Regions from separate parts of the Oncorhynchus mykiss genome. Here region 2 is linked to region 1. A link is a contact called in public Hi-C data. All regions are on one chromosome and are shown on one strand. The core of a region is the stretch at or near the end of the contact, and the rest is flanking DNA. Distances in the headings are between cores, read along the strand shown.

Region 1 (6,594 bases), core at 1,147-3,646:
AAAGTCCTTGCTTGGAAGTGTACTTCGCCAGACTGCCAAGAACCTTACTCTCATCCAGGCCAAGGTGGCGAGACACGGTAATGATGATACCATGGGCCTTGTTCCTTGCACCAGACAGGATGCTCTTGCCAGCATACTTGGCGTCCAACATGTACGCTGCGGCATGTATGGGCTTCAGGCAGAAGTCTTCACGCTTTTTGATGCATTTCAGAACTGCTTGGAGCAACAGTGAAGTTGGCAGGGCAGTACGGATTTATTCTCTTACATCTGCAAGCAGAGTCTGAACATCAGACAGGATGGCATCGTCTCCCTCAATCCGTGCAATGGCTACTGCTATAGGTTTCAGGGGTTTCAGGCTGCTTACCACTCTCTCCCAAAATACATCATCCAGGAAGATCCTCTTGATGGGGCTGTCCATATCGGCAGACTGTGATATGGCCATTTCTTGGAGAGACTCCTTCCCCTCCAGGAGACTGTCAGACATGATGACATCACCACCCCAACAGGTGTTGCTGGGCAGCTTCAATGTGGTGCTCTTATTCTTCTCACTTTGCTTGGTGAGGTAGATTGCTGCTATAACTTGATGACCCTTCACAAACCTAACCATTTCCTTGGCTCTCTTGTAGAGTGTATCCAACCAATTGTTCAGTGCCATGATGGCATTGAGAAGCAGATTCAATGCATGAGCAGCACAGCAAATGGGTGTGATGTGAGTGTAGGACCCCTCCACTTTAGACCAAGCAGACTTCATGTTCGCAGCATTGTCTGTCACCAGTGCAAATACCTTCTGTGGTCCAAGGTCATTGATGACTGCCTTCAGCTTTTCTGAAAATGTAGAGACCGGTGTGTCTGTTGTCCCTTGTGACTGTGCTCTTGTAGTGTGGGCTCAATAGCATCTCATTAGAGTGCAAGATCTTCAGAATCAGCTGTACATGTGATGAGAGTGCACTGCACATGTGATGGAAGAATGCACTGTGCATGCAGAGGTTTGCAATTCTATTGAGTTGGGGATAGTTAACCAAAATATGCCACAAGCCCTAGAATTGCCTTACATGTATCCCACAAAAAAGGTTAACTGTTATAAGCTAAAAAATGTTAAAATGAATTTAAGCTAAATTCCCCAAATTCCAGGGCGTAACTTAATTTACTGGAAAGCTTCTGAACATTTGCTACCCTAGGCGTGTATCAGAAGACCAGTCAGTATCTGATGTGATCACCATTTGCCTCATGCCGTGCTTTATCAGGCTGTTGATTGTGGCCTGTGGAATGTTGTCCCACTCCTCTTTAATGGCTGTGCTAAGTTGCTGGATCTTTTATTTCAGCTCATGGAACCAACACTTTACGTGTTGCGTTTACATTTTTGTTTAGTGTAGTTCTAGACAGTAATAAATTAACCGGTTGCAGGACTTCTGTAACTTCTAGTCTACAACCTGCCAAATAAAGCCTATCACCTAAATAGCAGAAGCCAAATTTGTCAGTAGACATTTTATTATGTTTGAAATATTCTGATTGCATTTTTGGGAGGTTAGGTGGCAGTTAGATCAAATTGGGTGAATATGGCAAGCAAGGTCTGACTAGGTCCGACTCATTACTGTTACATTAGTGCACCTAAACAGACAGGGAATTTGAATGGACCATAAGGACTCGATGAAATGCAGAATGAAGACAAAATATATACTAGCTAATTTTCATAACTTGAAAAAAAAAGTATACATTTGTGTTTACTGAAGCATGGTCAAACATTTCCTAGTGTTTTAGCTTGTGACATTACTCATATTATGTTATTACCATTTGAACGGTTAAATAGGCCCTATTTATGGGAAAAACATCAAATGAGAACATAAAATGTGTCGTCATCACCAACCATGGAGTTCGAGCTCAGCTGACCATCACATACATTACCAGTGCAGCGTTTGCTTTCGTTTTACTTTGATTCGCAAATAACCTGCTAGCACGGCAGCAAATAGTAGCAGGTCGAAAAAGGGAAGGAAATCAAATATGTATTTATCTAGCTAACGTTAGGTAATCAGAAGAAACATTTACACCTACCCGTTTTCCTTCGTCCACGAATATGTTGTCTACTCCGAGCAGGACTGAATTACAAAAAGCATCGAATGCAGGGAGTCTTCATGATTTTGTTATGATCACAAACATGGCAAAACTTGATTTGATCAAGCCAATTCCCATCGCACAGTCACGTTTACTATAGTTAGGCGAGTACCTGATCAGCTGATTCACTACAAAGAACCCAAACACGCATAACAATCCCTTCCGGAATAATGCCCAGGGATGTACAATAAATCCCAATATTTGTGTAAAACGCATAGTACAGCATTCAGAGGACCTATTAGAATTGCAGCTATCGGTAAGTAAATCCTCGAGAGCATTTTCTATATTGTAGGTAAATGTATGCATTTAGATATACGGTCAAATATATGGCATAGAGCAGAGATATTTTGTAATAAAATAAACAACAACACAAGAAGCAACCCCATAAAACAGACTAATGTAATAAATCCAAAAACTAGTTACTGTGACTGATCGATAATTCAATTGCAATTGAACAAGATTATAAGTACAATAATCATAACAACATATTTAAAATATACGTATTTTCTGCCTCTCTGTGTTTATGTGTTTCTGTATTTAAAAAAAAATATCTGTTTTATAGTTTGTGTTCGACTACATATGTGTTTGATTAGTAAGGTCTTCCTCGTGTGCCCAGAAGACAGAAAACGGGTTTCCACTAGTTACCATAGCCCCCCCCCCCCCCCCCCCCAAAATATATATTGTTATATCGTAAAAATGAATGAAAACAAAAATAAGCTTTTTGGTCTTAATTTAAGGTTAGGGTTAAGCTTCCTGAAGGCTTCAGAGCTTTCACAAAATTCTGCTAAAAAACGGTGAATTCCTTAGAGCTTCATTATCGGTTCACAGTGCACATTAGGGATATATGCTGGTCAACAATAAACAGCAGCGTATGATTATCAAATATACATGTTTTCTCTTTACTGTTTTCATCAAAACTCCGTGGCTCAGCGGTAAATCGTTGACTTTAGTAGGGCCAGTTGGAACACCAGCAGGTTTACATAATGCTTCCATGTTTTGCTTTCAGGATTACTATTTTTCTAAAACCGAATCTATGGCATTATTTCGGATGCTTAAGACATAAGCGATACTATACTAAATAAAACGATTTATTTGAACAACAGTGCAGAAAGTGTGGTTTCACATACATTTATTTTAAATAGAGTGCCTTCAGCAGTATTCGACCTCATTACCCTCACGTCCCTGAATGTTTCATTGTTCCCTACTCTACCTGCTAAACTACCAATTAGGTGAAATGATATAAGTACAGTGTCCAATAGAGGTCGGTGTTTGGTTTATTGTCATACATTTCTCGGATCGCTAACATGATGTGTATTTTTCTCTTCTCTGATCTTTCCTACTTTTCCCCATCCCTCTCTTTCGTCAGGGCTCTGACGCGGTGCTGGAGGTGTTCAGTGTGCTGCCAGGACGAGGTGGAGAGGGTGATGGCCAAGAAGCTGAAGAGAGCCAAGAAGAAGGCCAGGTAAGTCGCAGACAGAGTAGAGATCACGCTGTCACTACAGCCATGGCAAAAACCAGTCTGCAGATGTAGTTCAAGTTGGGACATTCGTCAAACATGTGTGGAATCTAATTCCAATGAAACTAAATACTTCAAATGTTTATATATACAGTTATGATGATTACATTTGTGAATATATAAAGATGAGGTGCTGCTGCCCCCTCGTGTAGGGATGTGCAGGGTGCAGAGGAGTAGGAAGCCCCAGAGCCTGTGGTGAAGAGGAAACTGGCTTATGAGATTGTGAGACTGACCAACATCAAGGCCTCTGCCAAGATTAGGTACACACACACACACACACACACACGAATGCATACTCTCACACACTCAATCAACCAACCAACATTTTGTGTCACTTTATATCCTAGATGGGTGGACTGCCTGCTGTTTGCGGGTGGGGAGTTGAAGGTAGCCATGCTGCTCCAGAACAACACAGTGGAGCCTTACAGCCTCAAGACGTCTGATAAGAACCCCACGGGCACTAAGATCTCCAGGCTCGCCCTGGGAGACCAGGGTGCCCGCACATTGGCCTTCAGCTCAGACAACATTGCTGTCCCTTCCGCCTCTCCGGGGACACTGTCAAAGTCTGGAACAGGTAGAAACATCAGGTCACACAGCGCTAGGATTGACCTGACCATGGGGTTTCACTGTATAAGTTAAATCTAGTTAATTAAAGCTTTAGGCTTTCCAGCATCTTTAAAAGTTTACATATATTATGACACCTAGACACATATTATAAGAAGTTTTCTTCATTCTGAATGGGTGTCGTAACAAGTTCCAAGTTCCTCTCTGTCACAGGTCTACCCTGCAGGTGATTCGCACCATGGCGTGTGAGTATGCCCTCTGCTCCCTGTTCGTCCCTGGAGAAATGCAGATGATCCTAGGAACCAAGGTAACACACATGCATGCACACACTAACATACACCAAACTTCTGCAGATGTGTATTATCCAGTATTGGACTATTGTGTGGAACTCAGGCTTACCGAGAGAGGACTCTAGTCTAGTCTGTTTTATTATGAGCAGTGCCATTGAGGACTTTTGCCATGTTGGCGCTGCCCATGCTCTCACAGACGCCATAGTGGGACAGATACAATGATGTAATGTCTATGGGCTAACCAAGTCTGTCTCTCTCCTCTCCTGTCAGAGTGGTAAGATTCAGATCTTTGACTTGGCATCAGGAACCCTCCTGGAGACTGTCAATGCCCATAACGGAGCTCTGTGGACCATCTGTCCGTCTCCTGATCAGGTACTGTCTGTCTGTCAGGATCTACCTGTCCATGTTCAACATCATCCACAATACATGTAGAGTGTTCATGGATCTCATCCTCTAAAGTGCCAATCTCCATTACAACTCCAAAGTTTCCCTTATCTGTAGATAAAAGCCCATGGACAAGTCCACGTTTACAGAGTGATGCTGAGACTCACTTTAAAATCTACAGTATGTCAAACAAAAACCAATGTTTTAAAAGTTAAACAAACCATACAACTCTATGCACAATGATTACTTTGAACAATTTCCACATATTTTTTTTACAAAAGCAAATTTACTTGAAGAACAGTATGCAGATGCAAAGTTTGGTAGCAAAATGACATTACCAAACTTTGCATCTGCACTTTGTTTGACATACATTTTAAAGTCTCAATATCACTCCTTTACCGTGGGATTGCCCCCATACAATACAATCCTTCCCATTTGCTCTGACTGTTTATTTGACTATTATGTTATTTCCTCAGAGGGGATAGTGACGTCAGAGTTTCAGCTGATTAAGGATGGAGAGGCTGCACAGAAGTAAGCCAAGATGTATTCCTTCTGTTTCACATACTGTCAATAACACAGTAATGCTGTTTTATACTAGAGGCAAAGAAGTTCTGTTGTCCAGGCAGGTACTAGTGATCCCAGGCTGCATGGTGTTATTCAGGTGAGCTTCTATGGAGTGAGCCCTTGACTGGAGTTTGTGTGTGTGTGTTGCAGGAGGCTGACGATGAAACGCATGCGTACACTGCAGCTGGATGAGGATGTGTTGCATGTGTGAAATATTCTCCTGACCAGAGATTGTTGGCTGTCTCCCTGCTGCACTGTACCGTCAAGGTCTTCTACACTGACACACTCAAGTTCTTCTTCTCTCTGTATGGACACAAGCTCCCTGTGTTCTGCCTGGACATCTCTCATGTGTGTACCAGTACTCAATCTGGCAAACCAATCTAAACTAAAAACGAATGTAATGTGTGACGGTAGATGAATATAGAATGTGCATGGTTAAAGTTGCTGTGTGTTATGTGTGTCTAATCTGTCTTGACTCTGAATGTTACTTCTTCTCCACCTGTCAGGACAGTGCCATGATAGCAACCGGTTCTGCAGACAGAAACGTCAAGATCTGGGGTCTGGATTTTGGGGACTGTCACCGATCTATGTTTGCCCATGATGACAGGTACAGAAAATGTATAACCTAATGTTAATATGAATATATAATATACTGCCAGAACACATCGTCCTAAGCCGTCAGACATATGGTCAGTGTAAATGGCTTAATGTGGACGCTTTACCAACGGTCTCATATGATATCATTTAATATACGTTGACTTCACTCTCCCCATTTCCAGTAAAATATTTAATTTAATCTCCAGTTTCAGAAACACTGTCCTAGTTAGCCACCTCTGACCGATGACATCACCCCACCTGCTCTTTCATGTCGCCGTTTTGTCATTTCTCATCTGCTTTCCTTTTCCTTCTCCTTCTTTCTTTTCTCAGCATCATGTACCTTCAGTTTGTTCCCAAAACCATCTGTTCTTCACAGCGGGGAAGGAAAAGAAGATACAACAATAAGATGCAGTCAAGTTTGAGCACATCCAAACTCTAGAGGTGACATTCACTCCCATGCTGTTACATTTCCCATATGGAGAGGAGGCCTCGAGTTCCATTATTAAAAATGTGTTGAATATTGATGATTGGCAAGCAATTATGTGACCTAAAAGCGCCCTTTCCCATCGG
Region 2 (6,268 bases), core at 1,978-4,477, 190 kb before region 1:
AGCATTTCTCCACGGCTGGCCATGCTTTTCTCCTGGCTACCTCAACCGCGGCCAACAGCTCTGCACCCCCCGCAGCATCTTGCCCAAGCCTCCCCAGCTTCTCCTTCACCCAAATCCAGATAGCAGATGTTCTGAAAGAACTGCAAACATGGACCCGTACAAATCAGCTGGGCTACACAATCTGGACCCTCTTTCTAAAATTATCCGCCGCCATTGTTGAAACCCCTATTACCAGTCTGTTCAACCTCTCTTCCGTATCATTCGAGATCCCTAAAGATTGGAAAGCTTCTGCAGTCATCCCCCTCTTCAAAGGGGGTGACACTCTAGACTCAAACTGTTATAGACCTATATCCATCTTGCCCTGCCTTTCTAAAGTCTTCGAAAGCCAAGTTAATAAACAGATCACTGACCATTTCGAATCCCACCGTACCTTCTCCGCTGTGCAATCTGGTTTCTGAGCTGGTCACGGGTGCACCTCAGCCACACACAAGGTACTAAACGATATCATAACCGCCATCGATAAAATACAGTACTGTGCACCCATCTTCATCGACCTGGCCAAGGCTTTCGACTCTGTCAATCACCGTATTCCTATCGGCAGACTCAACAGCCTTGGTTTCTCAAATGACTGCCTCGCATGGTTCACCAACTACTTCTCAGATAGAGTTCAGTGTGAAATCGGAGGTCCTGTTGTCCGGACCTCTGGCAGTCTCTATGGGGGGTACCACAGGATTCAATTCTCGGGCCGACTCTTTTCTCTGCATAGATATCAACGTTGTCGCTCTTGCTGCGCAAGATTCCCTGATCCACCTCTACGCAGACGACACCATTCTGTATACTTCTGGCCGTTCTTTGGACACTGTGTAAACAAACCTCCAAACAAGCTTCAATGCCATACAACACTCCTTCGGTGGCCTCCAACTGCTCTTAAACGCTAATAAAACTAAATGCATGCTTTTCAACCATTCGCTGCCCGCACCCAACCGCCAGACTAGCATCACTACCCTGGATGGTTCTGATGTAGAGTATGTGGACAACTATAAATACCTACAGTGGGGAGAACAAGTATTTGATACACTGCCAATTTTGCAGGTTTTCCTACTTACAAAGCATGTAGAGGTCTTTAATTTTTTATCATAGGTGCACTTCAACTGTGAGAGACTGAATCTAAAACAATAATCCAGAAAATCACATTGTATGACTTTTAAGTAATTATTTTGCATTTTATTGCATGACATAAGTTTGATCACCTACCAAACAGTAAGAAATCTGGCTCTCACAGACCTGTTAGTTTTTCGTTAAGAAGCCCCCCCAGTTCTCCACTCATTACCTGTATTAACTGCACCTGTTTGAACTTGTTACCTGTATAAAAGACACCTGTCCACACACTCAATCAAACAGACTCCAACATCTCCACAATGGCCAAGAGCAGAGAGCTGTGTAAGGACATCAGGGATAGAATTGTAGATGTGCACAAGGCTGGGATGGGCTACAGGACAATAGGCAAGCAGCTTGGTGAGAAGGCAACAACTGTTGGCGCAATTATTAGAAAATGGAAGTTCAAGATGACGGTCAATCACCCTCGGTCTGGGGCTCCATGCAAGATCTCACCTTGTGGGGCATCAATGATCATGAGGAAGGTGAGGGATCAGCCCAGAACTACACGGCAGGACCTGGTCAATGACCTGAAGAGAGCTGGGACCAGTCTCAAAGAAAACGATTAGTAACACACTACGCCGTCATGGATTAAAATCCTGTACCTATCATAGGTACAGTTGAAGTGTACCTATGATAACAATTACAGACCTCTACATGCTTTGTATGTAGGAAAATCGGCAGTGTAACAAATACTTGTTCTCCCCACTGTAGGTGTCTGGCTAGACTGTAAACTCTCCTTTCAGACTCATATTAAACATCTCCAATCCAAAATTAAATCTAGAATCAGCTTCCTATTTCGCAACAAAGCCCCCTTCACTCACGGCGCCAAACATACCCTTGTAAAACTGACTATCCTACCGATCCTCGACTTCGGCGATGTCATTTACAAAATAGACTGCATGCTGAGTAGTGTTGGAGGCTATCACAGTGCCGTCTGTTTTGTCACCAAAGCCCCATATACTACCCACCACTGCGACCCGTATGCTCTGGTCGGCTGGCCCTCGCTACATATTCATTGCCAGACCCACAGGCTCCAGGTCATCTATAGGTCTATGCTAGGTAAAGCTCCGCCTTATCTCAGCTCACTGGTCACGATAACAACACCCACCCGTAGCACACGCTCCAGCAGGTGTATCTCACTGGTCATCCCCAAAGCCAACGCCTACTTTGGCCGCCTTTCCCTCCAGTTCTCTGCTGCCAATGACTGGAACGAATTGCAAAAATCGCTTAAGCTGGAGACTTATATTTCCCTCACTAACTTTTAACATCAGCTATCTGAGCAGCTAACCGATCGCTGCAGCTGTAAATAGCCCATCTGTAAATAGCCCATCCAATCTGCCTACCTCATCTCCATATTGTTTTTACTGACTTTTCTGCTCTTTTCCATACCAGTGTTTCCACTTGCACATGATCATCTGGACATCTATCACTCCAGTGTTAATTTGCTAAATTGTAATTACTTAGCTACTATGGCCTATTTATTGCCTTACCTCCTCACACCATTTGCACACACTGTATATAGACTTTCTTTTTTTTCTATTGTGTTATTGACTGTACGCTTGTTAATTCCATGTGTAACTCTGTGTTGTTGTTTGTGTCACACTGCTTTGCTTTATCTTGGCCAGGTCGCAATTGTAAATGAGAACTTGTTCTCAACTTGCCTACCTGGTGAAATAAAGGTGAAATAAAAATAAAATAAAAACATGGATTGTTTGTTTGTGCCATTTAGGGAGTGAATGGTCAAGACAAAATATGTAAGTTCCAGGTTTGTGTCAAGAACTGCAACGCTGCTGTTTTTTTCACACTCAACAGTTTCTGTGTGTCTCAATAATGATCCACCAGCCAATTTGACACAACTTTGTGAAGCATTGAAGTCAACATTGGCCAGCATCCCTGTGAAATGCTTTCTTTTGACCAATCACATCTGATCTGATTATCAAAACACCTATTAGTGAAAAAATATCCGAATTGGGCTGCCTGTCTAAACGCAGCCAGAACACTGCTAATTTACACAGATAAACACGTTGCAAATAGCCTTTCGAAATTGATAGACGCTCCCTAAATTTTACCAGGCTGGAGAATGAGGGGAGGAGTTTTCGGTCTTTGCAGCAGTATCAACATGCCTGAACATAGACAGGGCTAGGTAATCACAACGAAAGAAGCAAAGTGGAAAGCAAAACTCTTAAAGGCAATCATAACTAGCTAGCTGAAGACATGAGCCTATTTCTGAAAGCAGCTATTTGGAAACTGTGGACTAGGATGCCTTTCTGTCACCGATTTCCTCAAAGGCATTATTGAGGTGATGCAGCAGCAGCGAAACAATCGTAACGGACCGCCTCCGGTAGCTAGCTTACAGTAGCTAGCTAGGTAGATGCCTTTACAGAAAAAGGCGCAGTCTTTTGGCCAAGTCGTTTTAAACCTCAACATATCCGAAAAAAAGTTGCTAATATTACAATACAATTATTGCGGGTGCACATGTATTTGTTTAATCAGCTAATGGTAGATAGTCAGTTTCTCCTTTAGCAATTTAGCTAGCTAGCCATCTAGCTGTGCTAGCCAAGCCTGTCAATTCAGCGGATGAACTTGGTATTCTGTGTAGACGCCGAAATCAGACGTAGGGCCGAGTGAAGAAGCTGAGCAAATATATTGGGAGTATTCAACTAGCTAGCAGTACGTGTTGAATTTAACGGCAACATAACATTTTACCTGCGCATTTGTTTATGACATGGAAATGGAGGAATTTCTCGGTAATTTAGCCATTAAAGCTTCATTCTTGTCGATTATGCGACAATCGCTCGATGTTAATGTTCACTGTTTGAAAGCTATGTATCCTGCTCAATTAGTTTACAACATTTAGTTAGTTAGGTATTAAACAATTGCTTAACTGTATTAATAGTTTTGTGTCGTTGGGTTTGATTCGTTTTTTTGTTATCCAGTTCAGAACGTTAGCGTTCGGATCTCAACCAAACAACATGGATCAGAATGACAAAAGGATTTGCACGGTAAGATTGGTTTCTCCAAGCTGATTAACTAAATATTCTTAAGTGTTACTTGGAAGTATATTACAGTAACATTTTTTGTATTATTTTTTTTTAAATGTGTCGTCTCGCACTACATTTGTTATATGATAACTCCACGGTGAAGAAGTGGAGTTTAGTACACTAGGTATCACTGAATGGTGGTGGTGATGTGCATTGTTGGCGTAGTGTGTGATGGTATCACGCGCTCACGCAGGTGTTTCTGTTATCTACGTAGCGCAATTTTATGTAACATCTGCTAGCCTGCATACCTAGAAATATCTTTCCCTTTTCAAACCGGTTTGACACATTTATTTGCCGACACTCCTTGGAAAGTGCTTTCAATGCACTGTGCGTTCTGGATGACTTGTCCTTATGGACAAAATAAGATTGTGTACTTAATAAATATAGTACATTTCACCCTAGTCAGAAGCATGTGCTTATGTTTTCGTAAATGTAATGACTTTTAAAAGCCTCCAGTGTATTTTGAGTGTGACCTTTTTTATGCTATTTGTCTGACTGTAAGACAGGCAGTTTTCAGGCTAATCCAACCATACGATAATATCGGAGTAATGTAGCTAGCTACCTGCTATTTCCTCATTACTCTCTCCTTCAATTTCAGAATAAAACCCATACATTTACTGGTGACCAGTCACTTCACTGAGGGACCACGACACTTGATTTCTGGACACGTACTTGCCGCCACAATGAGATAATACAGCAGCAGATAATACAGCTGTGACATTTATAACACTGTCTGTCTGGTCTGTATCTCCACCCTGAGTTAATTTCCACAATCCAACATGACCACACCAGCTCTACTGCCACTGTCGGGCCGCAGGATACCCACCCTGTCACCCGGCGCCGCCTCTTTCCCACACCACAGGGCCACCCTGAGGCTCTCAGAGAAGTTTATCCTGCTCCTCATCCTCAGTGCCTTCATCACTTTATGCTTTGGAGCTTTCTTCTTCCTCCCGGACAACTCAAAACACAAGCGCTTCGACCTGGGCTTGGAGGACGTGCTGATTCCGCACATCGAGGCGCCCAAGGGGGCTAAGCATCCTGGTGGACAGGTGGTCATACATGGACAGGGGGACCATGATGAACACAGACACAGGTAAGAGATGCTGAGGGCTGCTCACCTGTTGCTCCCTAAACTTTACACATGTCAGTGTGAATTAAAATGCATTACAAAAGTGCAATCTCTAAAGCAACTCCAACTAGGCTACATTTATTAGACACTGCTTTTATTTAAACACATTTTTTAAATGTAACCTTTATTTAACGAGGCACATCAGTTAAGAACAAATTCTTATTTGCATTGATGGCCAAACCCGGACCTGGGCCAATTGTGCGCCGCCCTATGACGGCTTTGAAGAAAGAGGAGCAGAGAAATCATCTACGTAGAACTCAACCGCTTATTGGGACATCAGTAGCATTTACATAAAATAACACTGTCTGTCTGGTTCGTATCTCCATCAATTTTTTTTTGTCCACAGATCTTATTCAAGAGCTACCAGAGTACAGTCACATGACTCTAAAAAGCCAGGTGGGACAGGAAAGGGAGATACCTAGTGAGTTGAATAACTGAATGTATTCAACTGAAATGTGTCTTCTGCATTTCATACCTAGGGGTGAGGGATGGCCACTGAAACCAACACAATAAGAACTCCTGTAGCCTTTATGCATCTGGGTTACTCTCAACCTTGTTTGCACAGGCAGTTTAAAGCGACTCCAATCGTATTTTTTTGCGTATTCGAATATGTTATTTTTCATGCCGTCTGAACAGTCAAAAAGCACATGGAATCGGAAGTTTCAATGCACATTTCAAACCCTCTATGAAGGTGGTTTGAAATCCGATACAAATCTGATTACTGTCCATGCGACTTGTCTGAAAGGTCAAATTAGATTTATTTGACCAAGTCGTTTTTAGATTATTTGGCATATCTCATTGCTTGCCAGCTACTCTGAATTTGACAAGAACATGTGGTAGCTGCCTAAATGACTACTGCCCCGTAGCACTCACGTTGGTAGCCATGAAGTGCTTTGAAAGACTGGTCATGGCTCTCAACAGCATCCTCCCGGATACCCTA

Evidence for each region. Hi-C and Micro-C count contacts between places; a contact is called where the count stands out from the background.
Region 2: a Hi-C map of liver shows a contact between it and region 1, with 5 times the contacts expected there. The contact joins the promoter of LOC110520419 here to the promoter of LOC110520417 in region 1. A contact is called at or near these places in 2 of 3 Hi-C or Micro-C datasets (blood and liver).

The regions. Positions count from the first base shown.
Region 1 is chr3:65,772,998-65,779,591 of USDA_OmykA_1.1, reverse strand. LOC110520417 (ganglioside-induced differentiation-associated protein 2) reads right to left here and starts at 2,396. Exons shown (of 14, transcript XM_021597727.2): 1 at 2,050-2,396. It also overlaps the pseudogene LOC110504474.
Region 2 is chr3:65,960,672-65,966,939 of USDA_OmykA_1.1, reverse strand. LOC110520419 (mannosyl-oligosaccharide 1,2-alpha-mannosidase IB) reads left to right here and starts at 3,227. Exons shown (of 15, transcript XM_021597732.2): 1 at 3,227-3,301; 2 at 4,095-4,160; 3 at 4,798-5,292. The coding sequence starts at 4,979.